3 separate regions of the Sus scrofa genome follow, and regions 2 and 3 are each linked to region 1. A link is a contact called in public HiChIP or PLAC-seq data. All regions are on one chromosome and are shown on one strand. Each heading gives the region's core, a stretch centred on a gene start, on an enhancer-like site or on the middle of the called end of the contact. The rest is flanking DNA. Distances are from core to core; before and after follow the strand shown.

Region 1 (4,421 bases), core at 66-2,565:
GAGCCACGACGGAAACTCCGATGAAACATTTTTGAAAACTGGGCCAGCACTGGAGCCTTGAGGCAAATTTCAACACATTTCAAAGGCTCAACATCATGCAGAGAACATTCTCAGACCACAGTGCAGTTACGTTAGAAATTACTAACATCGGGATTGACTGTGTTTGAGGAAATGAAAAATGGTGTGAACTGTAAACTTTTCTATACTCCCTCTGAATTCTTTATTTAATCATTAATTCTGAGAACAGGATACAAAAGAATGAGATGAGCCAAAATGAAAACCTCTTCTTTCCGCAGCATTCTAACACCTGCAGAACAAAGCCCCCCAAACTTGCAGCTGGCACTTGGCTGCTTTTGTTTCCTTTTTCTTTTTTTCTTTTTTCTTTTTTTTTTTTTGGTCTTTTTGCCTTTTCTAGGGCTGCTCCCATGGCATATGGAGGTTCCCAGGCTAGGGGTCTAATTGGAGCTACAGCTGTCGGCCTACACCAACAACCACAGCAATACCAGATCTGAGCTGCGGCTGCGACCTGCACCACAGATCATGGCAACACTGGATACTTAACCCACTGAGCAAGGCCAGGGATCGAACCCCCAATCTCATGGTTCCCAGTCGGATTCGTTAACCACTGAGCCACGAACACGGGAACTCCTGCCTTTGTTTCCTTCTGTGAAACTCCTCTCCCATATAAAACTCTCCATGCTCCAGGAGACACACTGCCCTGGGCTATTCTCCTCGCAGCAGCAGCCTGAATAAAGTCCCCGTTCCCTTGACCTTTGAACCTCGGAGAATTTTTGCAAGTTTGAACCTGGACAACTAAATAATTCTTGCGTCAAAAGGGGGGAATGTTACCAATTAGCACTTGAAACTGAACACTAGGGAAAATGAAATCAATACTTGGATCTTTAGGACTTTAACTTTCATGCTTATATAAGGAAACCGGGAAGGTTGATTCTTCGAGTTTTTAAAAAATAGGATGAAATGATCCACCACTGATGTCACAAGCCCCCCAATGGCTCCCTGTACAGATACTTGCTTTCTGGCGCTCAATCACCTCAGCTCCCCGCGCGCAGAGTGGTTAAACTCTCGCTGCGGGCGACTTCCGCTTCCTGGCCTAAATCTGACACGTACTATTCCCCCCGTGGCAACTACCCAGGGTCGGTGACAGCCGAGGAACCGGGCGATGCCCCCAGCCGACGGGGGGACAGAGGCGCCTTCAGGTGGGCACGTAGCGGCGCCCCGGGCTCTGCAGCCGCCAGCGGTTCGCGCTGATCAGCCGCTGTTCCGCCCCCACCCCCCCACCCCTTGACACCCCCTGCGAAGTGGAGCGGCGCCGGCGGCCAGGGCGAGGGCCAGCCAGTGCCTGGGCCCGCGGCTTGGAGGTGTCTTTCTAGCTAGGATTGGGGGTAGGGGTGGGCGCTGGCGACGCGAGAAGTTGTCGTGGTTCCCGGGGGATACGGCCTGAGGGCGGGGCCTCAAGCGCAGAGAAGGGAAGGCGCCTCGGGGTAACGCTGGAGGCTGCGGCTCAGGCGAGAGGTGTCCGGGAGCCCCAGCCCGATCTGTCCTGCCCAATGGGCTCCGGGGAACCACCTCTACCCCCGGGAAGGTCAGGCCGGGGACCGCCGGCTCCGCCGCCGCAGAGATGCCCACCTTGCCAAGATGGCGACTCCCGGAGAGACACTCCCAAGGGGACAGCCATGTTAGTGGCCTGACAAAGTCCCCAAAGAAAATTGGAAAGCCCGCCTCTTCTCCGACACACACGAACAGGCACACGCACTAACACCTCCGCCGTGCAGCCCGTGTAATTGGGGGCGGACGGCCGCTTCCACGCCGACACTGAGCATGTGCAGTGTGGAGTCCAAGAAACGCGAGAGTCCCGCAGACGCAGTTTCAACACTTAGGGCTCCGGGACTGAGTTTAACAGAGGCAGCGGTTTCAGGGCCAGTGAAACCGTGACCTATTTATGGGGGTGTTAGGACAGGGCTTTCGTGCTCAGTGATGGTTCTCTGTGGGGTGAGTGGCAGGGCTTCTCTGGAGTCACTCGAGGTGCGTGGAGTGACTGAGGTTTGTGGGTGAGTGATGGGGGCAGTGGGGAAAGTAGCGGGTAGTGTGTAGGGGTGATTATTGGGGGAGAGTCTCTGGAGTCAGTGAGGAGTGGAGTCTATAGGGTGAGCAGGGGGCATCGGTGAGGTGAGTGATGAGAAGTCTATAGGGTGAGTGATGAGGGTCTCGGGAGGCCACTGATGGGGTATGCGGGGTAAGTGACTGGGTCTGTGGGATCAGGGACCCAGGGTAAGTGGAGTAAGGAATGGGGACTGTGGCGTGAGTGATAGGGTCTCAGAGATGCTCTGCGGGATTAGTGATGGAGGTCCCGCGAGGCAAATGATGGAGATTCTGTGGGGTGTCATGGGGGTTAGTGGGCTAAGTGATGGAGGGAAGGTCTGAGAGATGAGTCATGGGGGTTCATTGGGTGAGTGAGAAGAGTCTTTGGGGAGAGTAATGGGTGGTCTGTGGAGTGAATGGTGCAGAGCCTATGGGGTGAGTATTGAACCGTGGGCAAGTAAAGGATGGGGAGTTTCTGAGGTGAGTGATGAGGGCTGTGCGGTGGGTGTTGCACTGTCTATGAGGTGTATGATGAGGTTTATTGGGTGGATGGTCAAGCTTTCTGTGATGTAGATGATGGAATTCTGTGGGATGAGCGATACATTTATTTGGAACTAGTGATAGAGGGGTCTGTGGAATCAGACATGCCGCTTCCTGGGGTCAGCGATAGGTCTTAGATGGGATTGTTTCAAAAACCTGCTTTAGGAGTTCCCGTCGTGGTGCAGTGGTTAACGAATCCAACCAGGAACCATGAGGTTGCAGGTTCGATCCCTGGCCTTGCTCAGTGGATTAAGGATCCGGCGATGCCGTGAGCTGTGGTGTCAGTCGCAGACGCGGCTCGGATCCTGCGTTTCTGTGGCTGTGGTGTAGGCCGGTGGCTACAGCTCGGATTAGACCCCTAGCCTGGGAACCTCCATATGCCAAGGGAGCAGCCCAAGAAATGGCAAAAAGACAAAAAACAAAACAAAACAAAAGCCTGCTTTAATTTCTGCCCTTGATTTCATGATTTCTTTTCTTTGAATTTTTCTTTTATTCTTATTTTAAAATTCCTAAATTGAATGCTTATCGTTGATATTCATCTTTTCTTAATACAGCATCAAATTCATGAATTTTTCTCTAAGAGCACTTTAGCTCCATGTAACAAGTTTTGATATGTAACATTTTCACTATAGTTTATTGATAATATTTTCTAATTTCTGGGGTTTTTTTGCTGACCCTTTATTATTTGTTTGTTTTTGGCTACAGCATGCAGCGGCTTGATGTGGGATCTCAGTTCCCAGACCAGGGATTGAACCTGGGCTGCAGTGGTGAAAGCACTAAATCCTAACCACTAGACCACCAGGGAACTCCCATCCCCTTAGTTACCTAGATTTGAGATTTTGATTTCCCCAAAAGTTGAAATTTTGTTATTGATTTCTAAATTATAGCCAGAGACGGTCATCTGAGTGACTATTAGATGCGGGAATGGATGTTCCTTGAAGTGGATGGTATGTATGGAACTTTAAGGTAAATTATTTTCTAAAACTTTTGTAAAATTGCAACTCCCACTGGCAACATATAAAAGGGCTCACTCCAGAATCATCTCCCACACTGAATGTTGCTGCTTTTTTAAATTTCTGCCATTATGAGGGCCAAACACAACAGTATCTAATTTACTTTGGTGTGCATTTTCCTGACAACTAGTGGCTGAACATTTTTCTCATATTTATTGGCCATTGGAGTGTATTTTTTTTAATTTTCATATCCTTTGCTCTTTTTCCCCTTTATGTAGTTTTTTTTTACTAATTTTTGAATTTTAACCTCTGTCATTTGTTGTAAATTTTCCCTTTATCTCTCTATCTTGATTTTTAAAGGTGTCTTGATAACTAGAGAAAATAATCATCAGCTGATTAGATAATTTTTCCTTTATAGGTTCTTGTCTTACCCAAGTGAGTTCTCCCCACTTTGTACTTAAACCTTAAATTTTAAAATTTTAGTTGTTTTAATTTTTAAAGTTAAATTTTAATCCAACTAGAAAATTCTGGGGTGTAGTGTGAGATGAGATTGAAGTTCATATTTTCCATTTGGATGGCAAATTTGCCAGCACCAGTCATTAAATAAATACCCTTTTCTCATTCAGTTAAATGCTAGTTTTGTCACATAAATTCCCAAATGTATATTGTTCTATTTCTGAACTCTATTTTTAATCCATATATATATATATATACTCCCTTTCAAAAAATTGTTTTGACTTTAGAAATACTTTAAATATTGAATGGTGCTAATCCCCTCACTGTTCTGTTTAGTTTTGTTTTCCTTAATAATTTTTTTTAGCATTTATT
Region 2 (4,563 bases), core at 1,213-3,712, 150 kb after region 1:
TCTTGCAGTGTCCCGCTTCCTTCAGTACACACTGGACCCTCAGGAAGGTTTCCCTGCATTTTAACTGCCTTCGGCACCCCAATTTCCCTATTTATCTCTAACTCCGATCTGCACACAAAGCCTCAACGGAGCACGGACCTCCACCCAGTCGGCCCCTCTAAAGTTAACTCCGAGCACCACATACAGCCTGTGAACTTCTCTCCCAACATGATTCTGACCCCTATGAACATGCACTTGGGACCCTCTACCGCTAACCCACATGAGCACTCACCAGACCTTCATGCTGCCCTGAATGCCGTTAACACAGAGCGAACACTGCAGATCCCTGACCCGTTTCTGCCCACACTCAGGCCTCTCCACAGCTACGACCATCATGAGCGCATCCTCTGGTCTCCCACTACCCTATCCCCCCACTTCCCAGCAGTGAACACTGCAGATCCCTGACCCCTATTAGCACACACTGGGCCTCACGCAGAGCCGAGCCTCCCCATTAGCACACCCTGAACCCGTACTGAGCCCTGTTCCCCAGGGACACACGCGAACACGCTGTTCCATAATGACCTGACCCTCATTGGCACACACAGACCTTCATTCAGCCCAGAACCCTATTAGCACACTTCAGCCCTACATGGCTCTAATCCACTTGAGCACACCTAGACCTTCCCATATTTCTGTCCTTTATTTCTCTTTGCTCCAAGTCCTCCACAGCCATAACCCCTGTTGGTTGACAAATGGATCCCTTCAGAGCCCTGATCTTCCGGATCCCCCCAACAGATCCCCTCCACAGCTCTACGCCCCGCAGCACTCCCTGGAACCTCAACACACCTCAGTCCTCCCTCTTGGACACACACACACACTGTCTTCACAGCGTCCTGACACGCATTAGCGTATTCCAGACTTCATACTGCTCTGATTCTGCCCGCACTGGCACACATCTAAGTGCCCCCGTGACTCGAAACTCACACGGACAGCCACTAGATCTTCCTATATTACCCTGCCCCTTCTTACTTCTTATTACCGTAGAACCTCATCCTCCCTTGACCTCATGGACATGGACACACACACACACACAGATCTCACACCAGCCTGATCCTTAATGCACGGAACCTCTTACAGGGCTAAGACACTTCGCTGACCACCAACCCCCGGCCCCACGCCTATGTCCACAGCTCTGATACCCGTTAGCTCAGGCTCAGGTCTTCACTGCTCTGCCACATTAGCACATACGGGACCTTTATCACCATGTGCACATACCCTCTACAGCTAAGACCCCCATTAGCACCCTCTCAACACTCCAGTTCTTGCACTACCCTGCCCTCCACGGGCACACTCTGGAACCTCACACCTCGCAGTCCCTCACGGACAAATACACAGCATTAACGCCATCCTGACCACCCCCTTAGCACACACAGGGCCTCAGGAAACGGATCTTATTAGCACACCTTCTGGTACCTCTACCACCTTATCCCCCAGGAACACACATTGGGCCTCTCTCTACAGCTATAACCCCATTTGCATATCTCGGCACTCCTCCGACGTCCTCTGCCCTGTTACACATCCTCGGGTACCTCTGTTGCCCTGCACCGCCCCTCAGTTAGCACGCACTGGGCCTCAAAACCTTACACAGCGGGAAGATCTCACCACCACATGCTCTGATCCCTCCACAGCTCAGGCCCCCATGGGCAAACCTCGAGTCTTCCACCACTCCGCCACCCATTTCCACACCCTCTGGTCCTTCGATCACCCTGCTCCACATTTGGACCCACAGTACTTCCCATCCCCAGCTCCCAGACCGGGCCCAGGGCGGGGCCAAGGTCAGGGAGGCCCCAAATGACCCCCCGCCCCGGTGCATTCTGGGAAACTCGCTGGCGGAGTGGGGGGTGGCACATGCCAGCCGTGCAGCCCAGACCCCTGGGCACCGCCCGGGAGTCTGGGTTGGTCCCGGTAGAAGGAAAGGCAGCCCCCACCCCACCCCTCGGGGACGCGCTCACCGGCGGGGGCGCGCGAGCAACCTCAGCGCCGCGGGGCCGGCGCGGCGGCGCCTGGGGCGGCGGCCCGGGCTGAGGCCGCGCGACCTCCTTCTCCTCCTGTTCGCCGCAGGCGCCCGTCCCAGTAGTCTTCGGCCATGGCTGCTGGGCCCGGGCCGCCGCCGGCTGAGGAGGAGGAGGCGGCGGCGGCGGCGGCGGTGGCTGAGGCGGAGGCGGCGTCCCGCTCAGCCGGCCATGAGCTTGGCCGCTGCGGGCGATGCCCCCGGGCTCGCTGGCGCCGGCTAGAACCCGAGAGCTCACGGCGGCTCGCGATTCAGAGCCGACTGTTAGCGGAGACGCGGCGGAACCCGGGGCCGAACAGCCAACGGCCCAACCGCTGCGCGCGCCGCGCGCCGCGCATGCGCACGCACGCGCTGGAAAGGGTGAAGTGGGAAGGAGGGGACTCACCTCGGACTGCATGTACCAAAAGACCCGTCCGCAGCGGGAGGGGGCGCGGCCATTGCGCGCCCACTGGGGAATGTGGCGCCGGCCCTGGAACGGCGCCAGGGGAAGTGTGGAGGTTGTATAGTACTCAGTGCCGATCTTGCTACAAGTTTGTTAGCGCCGAAGTAGGCAGCAGCCAGTGACCAGCGTGCCAGTCACCATTCGCTCCCCCTACTCGGTCTCACTTGGTACATCCCCATGATGGCAAACTGGACTTTTGCAAGGAGGAAAAAGACAGATGAAGCTGTCAGTCCTACTCCCTTGAGGTGCCTCGGAAGGCAGGGATTTTAAAGGTTCGCGAGAAGATGACTTTTCTAGGAGAGGCGGCCAGGAGAATCATTGGCTTTTACCACCTAAGATAGGGCAGAGTCTAGCCCCGCCCAGCTGCTCCTCCCCCTCCTCCCCGACCGCGAGCTCATTCCCACTGTGAACGTGTGCGGCCCCGCCCTTTGAGGTTGTCGCCCAGCCAATCGGATTTGCCCCCTGGGGTGAGGCAGCGCAAGAATGAAGGGCGTGGCCTGGTTGGGGAGGCGTGATTTAGCTGTCCCGACCACGCCCCTTCCAGGTTTTCATTGGTTTTCACCGTCGAGAGGGCGAGCCCTCCTTTTTGTTCTGCGTTCCCGTTAACATAGGTGGAATATCTCGCAAGCTGTTTGGTCAAAATACCGTTCAATCGAATTTCGTCCCGCCTCTAACTCCTCCCATCTCGGTCAGTGAGATTCCCGGGGTGGAGCCTAGGCTGATGCGAAAGACCGACCTTTATAGGGACGAGTGCATTACTGTGCACGCTTGAGACTTTGGACTGGAAGGGACCTCTTTTCCGCCTCACGCGAGGATTTGCAACCTGAATTGAGTTTTACTGCCACCTCGCAACTACCTCTTCTGGCCCACCAGAGCCTCGCCCATGGCTTCCCCCACCCCCGCCACCTCCCCGGCTCTGCGGTTTTCCATTTTATCGGGTGGCAGCGTGTCAAGCACTGCCAAACAGACCTAATCCCTCACACCTCTCTGCCTGAAAAACTCGTAGCACTATCACCAAGCCCAGTTCAAATGGCCACAGCCTCCGGCAGGTCATCTAGAACATCTTTACACTGCACCCCAGTCCAAAGCCAGCTTCCCTGTTTCTTCCGTGCTTCCCTTTACCATACTCTTGGTGACACCAGTTCATACTAGAGCGGATTTGCCAGAGCATGTCGGGAGTGGAGATACCTGACAAAGACACCGCGGGATAGATAATCAGATCCATCGCTTCCACAAAGACACCGCGGGATAGATAATCAGATCCATCGCTTCCCTGACCTCAACTCTTACCCTTCTTCTCACTCAGCTCCGGGAACACTAGTATCCTAGCTATTCCCTAATAAAGCAGGTACAATCCAGCCTCTGGGACTTCACACTTGCTCTTCCCTTTGCCTGGGATGTTCTTTCCCTCAGAAAGCCACATCCCTCACTCTCCTCTTCCAAGTCCTTGTTTCAATGTCAGCTTCTTCATGAAGCCTGCCCCGACTCCCCTATTTAAAAACACCTACTGGCACCCCCATCAATCCAGACTCCAAACCTGGCCCTGTGGACCTTTGGAATGACACCAATCAACTTCTAACATACAGTTTACTTACTGTGTTTATTGTCTATTCTGGGTCTCACCCTAGCAAAACACACACACACACGCCAAACCAGAACAGGAATCTTTTTTTATTCGTTGCGGTCTCCAACACCTATAATAGTGCCTGGCACATAGTACGCGCTCAACAAATGTTTGTTGAGTGCCTGATGGTAAATAGTTCGAGGAAACCTTGTCCCGCCCTGTCCTTTGTGCCTGCTGGATGCATGGAGCTCATTGCAGAGACCCAACCCCTGCCCACTGAGCCCTGGTCTCCTATCTTGCTGGTGTTATAAACATGACAGAGAAATAAAATGGCATGGGCGGGTAACTAAGATGCAATCAGGAATCGTGGGTTCTTGATGAAGCTGTTCTTATACCTTGCGCGAATTAGGTAGCAAGGGGATCTAGGAGCTGTGGTGCTGAAGAAAGGGACAGCAGTGCCTTGGAGAGTCAGGTGTAATGGAGGAGATACAGGGAACAAGGTCTAAA
Region 3 (4,573 bases), core at 1,086-3,585, 170 kb after region 1:
CTGCTCCTGTGGCATATGGAGGTTCCCAGGCTAGGGGTCTAATCGGAGCTGTAGCTGCCAGCCTGCACACAGCAATGTGAGATCCGAGCCATGTCTGCAACCTACACCACATCTCGCTTGGCAACGCCGGATCCTTAACCCACTGAGCAAGGCCAGGGATTGAACCCACACCTCATGGTTCCTAGTCAGATTCGTTAACCACTGAGCCGCGACAGGAACTCCAGAACCCAACTACCTTATAAAGGCAAAATGTGTTCCAATGGAAACCAGAGAATATGAACAATGGAATGAGCTCAGAACAGTGCTGGTACAGGGTACTGCCAAATTTTTTAAGCATTAGATACTTAAATAGCTAGGATAGACTACCTGGTCACCAGAGATACAACTGTATACCAAAGCCCCAGCACACAATAAGCGCGCTATACATTTCCATCCAATAGTAATAATAGATCACATTAACTGATGGCCTTCTATGTGAGGGTTCCTGTGATGCGTCCCTTCCATGCACTGTGCCACTGGACTCAGGAATGCAGAGCAGGAAATCAGTTCCTTCTTGTCCTTCAGGTCTCAGTTCAAAAGCGACCTCCTTAGAGAGTTCTTAAACCCTCACAAAAATCATTTCCACCCACTGATGCCTAGCTGTGGGACTTAGGGCCAGACACCTCATTTCTCTGGGCCACTGTTTCCCTGCTCATAAAATGAGAGCAGCAGTCACCTACCTTGCGACGGAGTTTAAATGAATACATATGTAGAAAGGGCTCAGAACAGTGTCTGGCACAGGGTGCTATATGACCATCCACAGTAGTAGCACCATTAAATTGGATGGGTGGGAGAGAGACATTCGGACATTTGATTAAGACTACAAACTCTGGAACTAGACTAACTGGATTTAGAATCCTGGCCCAGCCACTCACAGACGGGGAGTAACCGCAGGCAAACTACTTGGCCTCCTGGTGTCCCAGTTTCCTCATCTATAAAACGGGATGATAATAACCTACCTCCTGGGATTGTTGTGGGGATTAAATGGGCTAATAAAATGCCGAATGAGTGTAAACTAATCTGATCATCATTATGCTCAGACTCATTTTTTTCAGGCTCACAGAACAACTTGCCAAAGATCACACCAGCTGGCGTGGATCAATGAGATTGGCATCTACAGCCTTTGTTGATAATTCTGGGGTTACTGGGCAATAAGGAATGAACAATGCGGGAGGCCTCGTCCCGGACGCAAGATGCAAAACTTCAGTCCTGAAACCTCTAAGGGAAAGCTAACAGCGGATCATGCAGATGAAGCCGTAAAAGCTACGCCCCTGGAAAAGCCACAGAAAACTCCGGGCCCTACTCACCTTTACGCTTAATCAATGAGATCTAACTTGCCGGGCAGGCTGCAGAACGCCCCTACAGCACACCGATCCTCCCCTTCGTGAAAAATTCACAAGCTGATACTTCCATCGGACCAGGTGTGAAAGGGGCAAAAACGGGCTTCCTCGACAGCCCACCTCCTCATGAATGAGGAAAAAAGCCACGGCCCACCAAGGCCCGGTGGCACCCTGACCCCTCGGGGAGAGCCTACCGGCGTCTCTTCCACAGCCTGAGCGAGGGGCTCCTCTTCCTAAAAAAAAAGCGAGGGCCCCAACTTGCCCAGTCTCCCCGCCCCTAATACCCAAACGCGGTGAGACATCATAATAGAACTAGAGGTCACAAAGGCCACGGATAACTCCACATGCCACGTCGGTCCCGAACGTTCCCCCTGTCATCAGGACCTTTCCTGAAACGAGCCCTCCCCAAATTCCGCCTTGAGTTCAGGAACCTCAAACTTTGCCTCCACCCTTGCGAAGCACACCAAATCCTGCCCCGTAGACAGAGCACTCATACACGGACCCTAAAGGTCTCCCCAAACATCCCCCAAACCCTGTCTCCAAGGGATATATAAAGCCTGCCTCCGAGGGATATATAAACCCGGCTTCCAAGGGAAGCTCCTTAAAACAAACTCCCCAATCCCACCCTGGAGTCCCTAAACGCCCCTTGCTAAAGGTTCCCTCAAAAAAGCCACCTCTAAATGCCACCCCGGGCCCAGAGCCCCCAAATATGCCCATTCGGGGATCCCCGAAATTGAGCCCCCTCCCTTAACTACTGCTGTCCAGGAGGCTGGGGGTACCGTGCTCCAGCTCACCCCCTGCGCCGGGCGGAAGCCTCGCCTTCCTGCTGGAGAGGAGCCGAAGCCACGGGGCAACGGAAGAGCAAACCACCTCCGCCGTTCAAGAAGAGCCAGAGTTTGCGCGGAGCTCGGAAGCGCGGGGCCTTGGAGGGCCCCCGGTTTGGAACGTACCACAGATACTTAGCCAGAGGGGAGGCTGCCCCTGCTTCTGCGCCGTCGGCGCCCATGTCAGACCCAGACACCCCTGAGGGTTGTGGTACTTTCCGAACGCGCTAGGCATGCTGGGGATGGTAGTCCGGGTCGGGCCGGTGGCCGGTGCACGTGGTGAGCATCCGCGCCCCTGGGAAAATGTAAACTAGGGCTGTGGAATTGCCGGACCTGTGCTCTGCAGAGGACATAGGAAAGGGGATCAGAACACAGGGAAAGGCACACCCATTCTACAGATGGGAAAACTGAGGCTCGGGTAGCCCAAGGAGTTCTTTCATTTGACATTTATGAAGCTCAAGCTGTGGGCCAGGTGCTAGGGATTCTTCCTTGCCCTCACGGAGCTGACACACTAGCGAGAGATACAAACCGTAAATGTAATAAATAAATTACAATTATATTAAAAACATGTGACTATAATGTAAATTATATAAAATAAAGTGGACATATAAAGTTTACATAGTTTACATAACATGATAGTGTCAATAGGTAAATAATTTACATCTGTAAATGTCTTATAGGAGTTCCGGTTGTGGCTCAGCAGTACTCAACCAGGCTAGTATCCATGAGGATACCGGTTCCACCCTTGGCCTCACTTAGTGGGCTAAGGATCCGGCCTTGGCGACGGCTCGGATCCCGTGTGGCTGTGGCTGTGGCTACGCTGGTGGCTTACAGCTCTCATTCGACCGCTAGCCTGGGAACTTCCATATACCGTGGGTGTGGCCCCCAAAAGACACAAAATAAATCAATAAATGTCATATTAAATACATTGTGTATAGTCTATGTTCACATGTGAATATACAATTAAATACATATATAAATACAATATATATGTGATAACTGCTAAATGTTACTGGAAAAAATAGAACAAAGTGGGGACAGGTAACATTTTTAAATAGCGGGGTCAAGGAAGGCCTCCTTGGGAAGATGTTTGAGCAAAGATGTTTAACACAAAATGCCTTTATCACCTTATCCCAAATTCTGTATCACGTATCCTGTCCTCAAATCCTCCACATTTGTTCATTTGAAAAAGGTTTATTGAGTGGCTACTAGGGGCATGCCACCAGGAGCAAAGCAAAGAACATAGCAAGGATATCACTGCCCTTGCAACAGTCAAGAACAGTCTTTCATCAGAACTTTTCGTTTTTTTTTTTTTTTTTTTTTGCTTTTTAGGGCCGCACCCACGGCATATGGAAGTTCCCAGGCTAGGGGTCTAATCAGAGCCACAGTGGCCGGCCTACATCACAGCCACAGCCACAGCAACGAGGGATCCAAGCCGTGTCTGCGATCTACCCCACAGCTCACGGCAGCGCCGGATCCTTAACCCACTGATGGAGGCCAGGGATCGAACTCGAGTCCTCATGGATGCTAGTGGGGTTCGTTAACCACCGAGCCACGAAGGGAACTCCAGATGTTTGGTTTTCAATTCTAAGAACTATGGGGCACCATACAAAGATTTTAAGTAGGGGAATCACATTATATGCATTATATTTTAGAATAAATAATCTGGCTGCTCTGTGTGGAGAGAGAACAAACTGTAGGGGGGAAAGTGGAAGCAGAAAAGCCAGTGGACAGGGTCCAGGAAGTGATGAGAGAGGGTCAGACCAAGGTGATAAAAGAGGAAGTGGTGTTGGTGGGGGGCTGAGGTTTGATTTTGAATTGGTTTTTGTCTTTTTTTTTTTTTTTTGCTTCTTAGGGCCACACCCATGGCCTGTGGAGGTTCCCAGGTTAGGGGTCTAATCGGAGCTACAGCTGCCAGCCTACACCACAGCCACAGCAATGCAGGATCCAAGCCGCGTCTGCGACCTATACCACAGCTCACAGCGATGCTGGATCCTTGACCCACTGATCGAAGCCAGGGATCAAACCCGAAACCTCATGGTTCCTAGTCGGATTTGTTTCCACTGCGCCACGATGGGAACTCCTGAACTGGTTGTTGAAAGTCAAGACACCAGGATTGGCTGTGACATCAGTTATGGGGCACAAAAAATAGGAGTCCTGGCTGACCTGCAGTTTTTTAACCTGAGCTGCAGCAGGATGGAGTTGTCATTAACTAACATGGGAAATACTCCACTAGGAGCAAGAGGGGGGCAAAATCAAGAGATCGTTTTCTGATGTGTTATATATTTTTTTCTTTTTGGCCACCCTTAGGCATACAGAGTTCCCAGGCCAGGGATCAGATTGGAGCTGCAGTTGCGAGCTAAGCCTCAC

What was found. HiChIP or PLAC-seq counts read pairs in DNA pulled down with a chosen protein or histone mark.
Region 2: an H3K27ac HiChIP or PLAC-seq map of alveolar macrophages shows a contact between it and region 1. The contact joins the promoter of CDK16 here to the promoter of ZNF41 in region 1. A contact is called at or near these places in 2 of 5 promoter capture datasets (fetal liver and liver) and 1 of 2 datasets of contacts at active chromatin or transcription factors (alveolar macrophages).
Region 3: a contact with region 1 is called in an H3K27ac HiChIP or PLAC-seq map of alveolar macrophages. The contact joins the promoter of UBA1 here to the promoter of ZNF41 in region 1. A contact is called at or near these places in 3 of 47 Hi-C or Micro-C datasets (embryonic fibroblasts, heart right ventricle and liver) and 1 of 2 datasets of contacts at active chromatin or transcription factors (alveolar macrophages).

The regions. Positions count from the first base shown.
Region 1 is chrX:41,981,333-41,985,753 of Sscrofa11.1, reverse strand. It overlaps ZNF41 (zinc finger protein 41), which reads left to right and starts at 1,315. Exons shown (of 7, transcript XM_021080384.1): 1 at 1,315-2,069; 2 at 3,528-3,587.
Region 2 is chrX:41,834,167-41,838,729 of Sscrofa11.1, reverse strand. It overlaps CDK16 (cyclin-dependent kinase 16), which reads right to left and starts at 2,462. Exons shown (of 16, transcript XM_013990862.2): 1 at 2,436-2,462. The coding sequence starts at 2,447.
Region 3 is chrX:41,808,488-41,813,060 of Sscrofa11.1, reverse strand. It overlaps UBA1 (ubiquitin-like modifier-activating enzyme 1), which reads right to left and starts at 2,335. Exons shown (of 26, transcript XM_021080354.1): 1 at 2,174-2,335.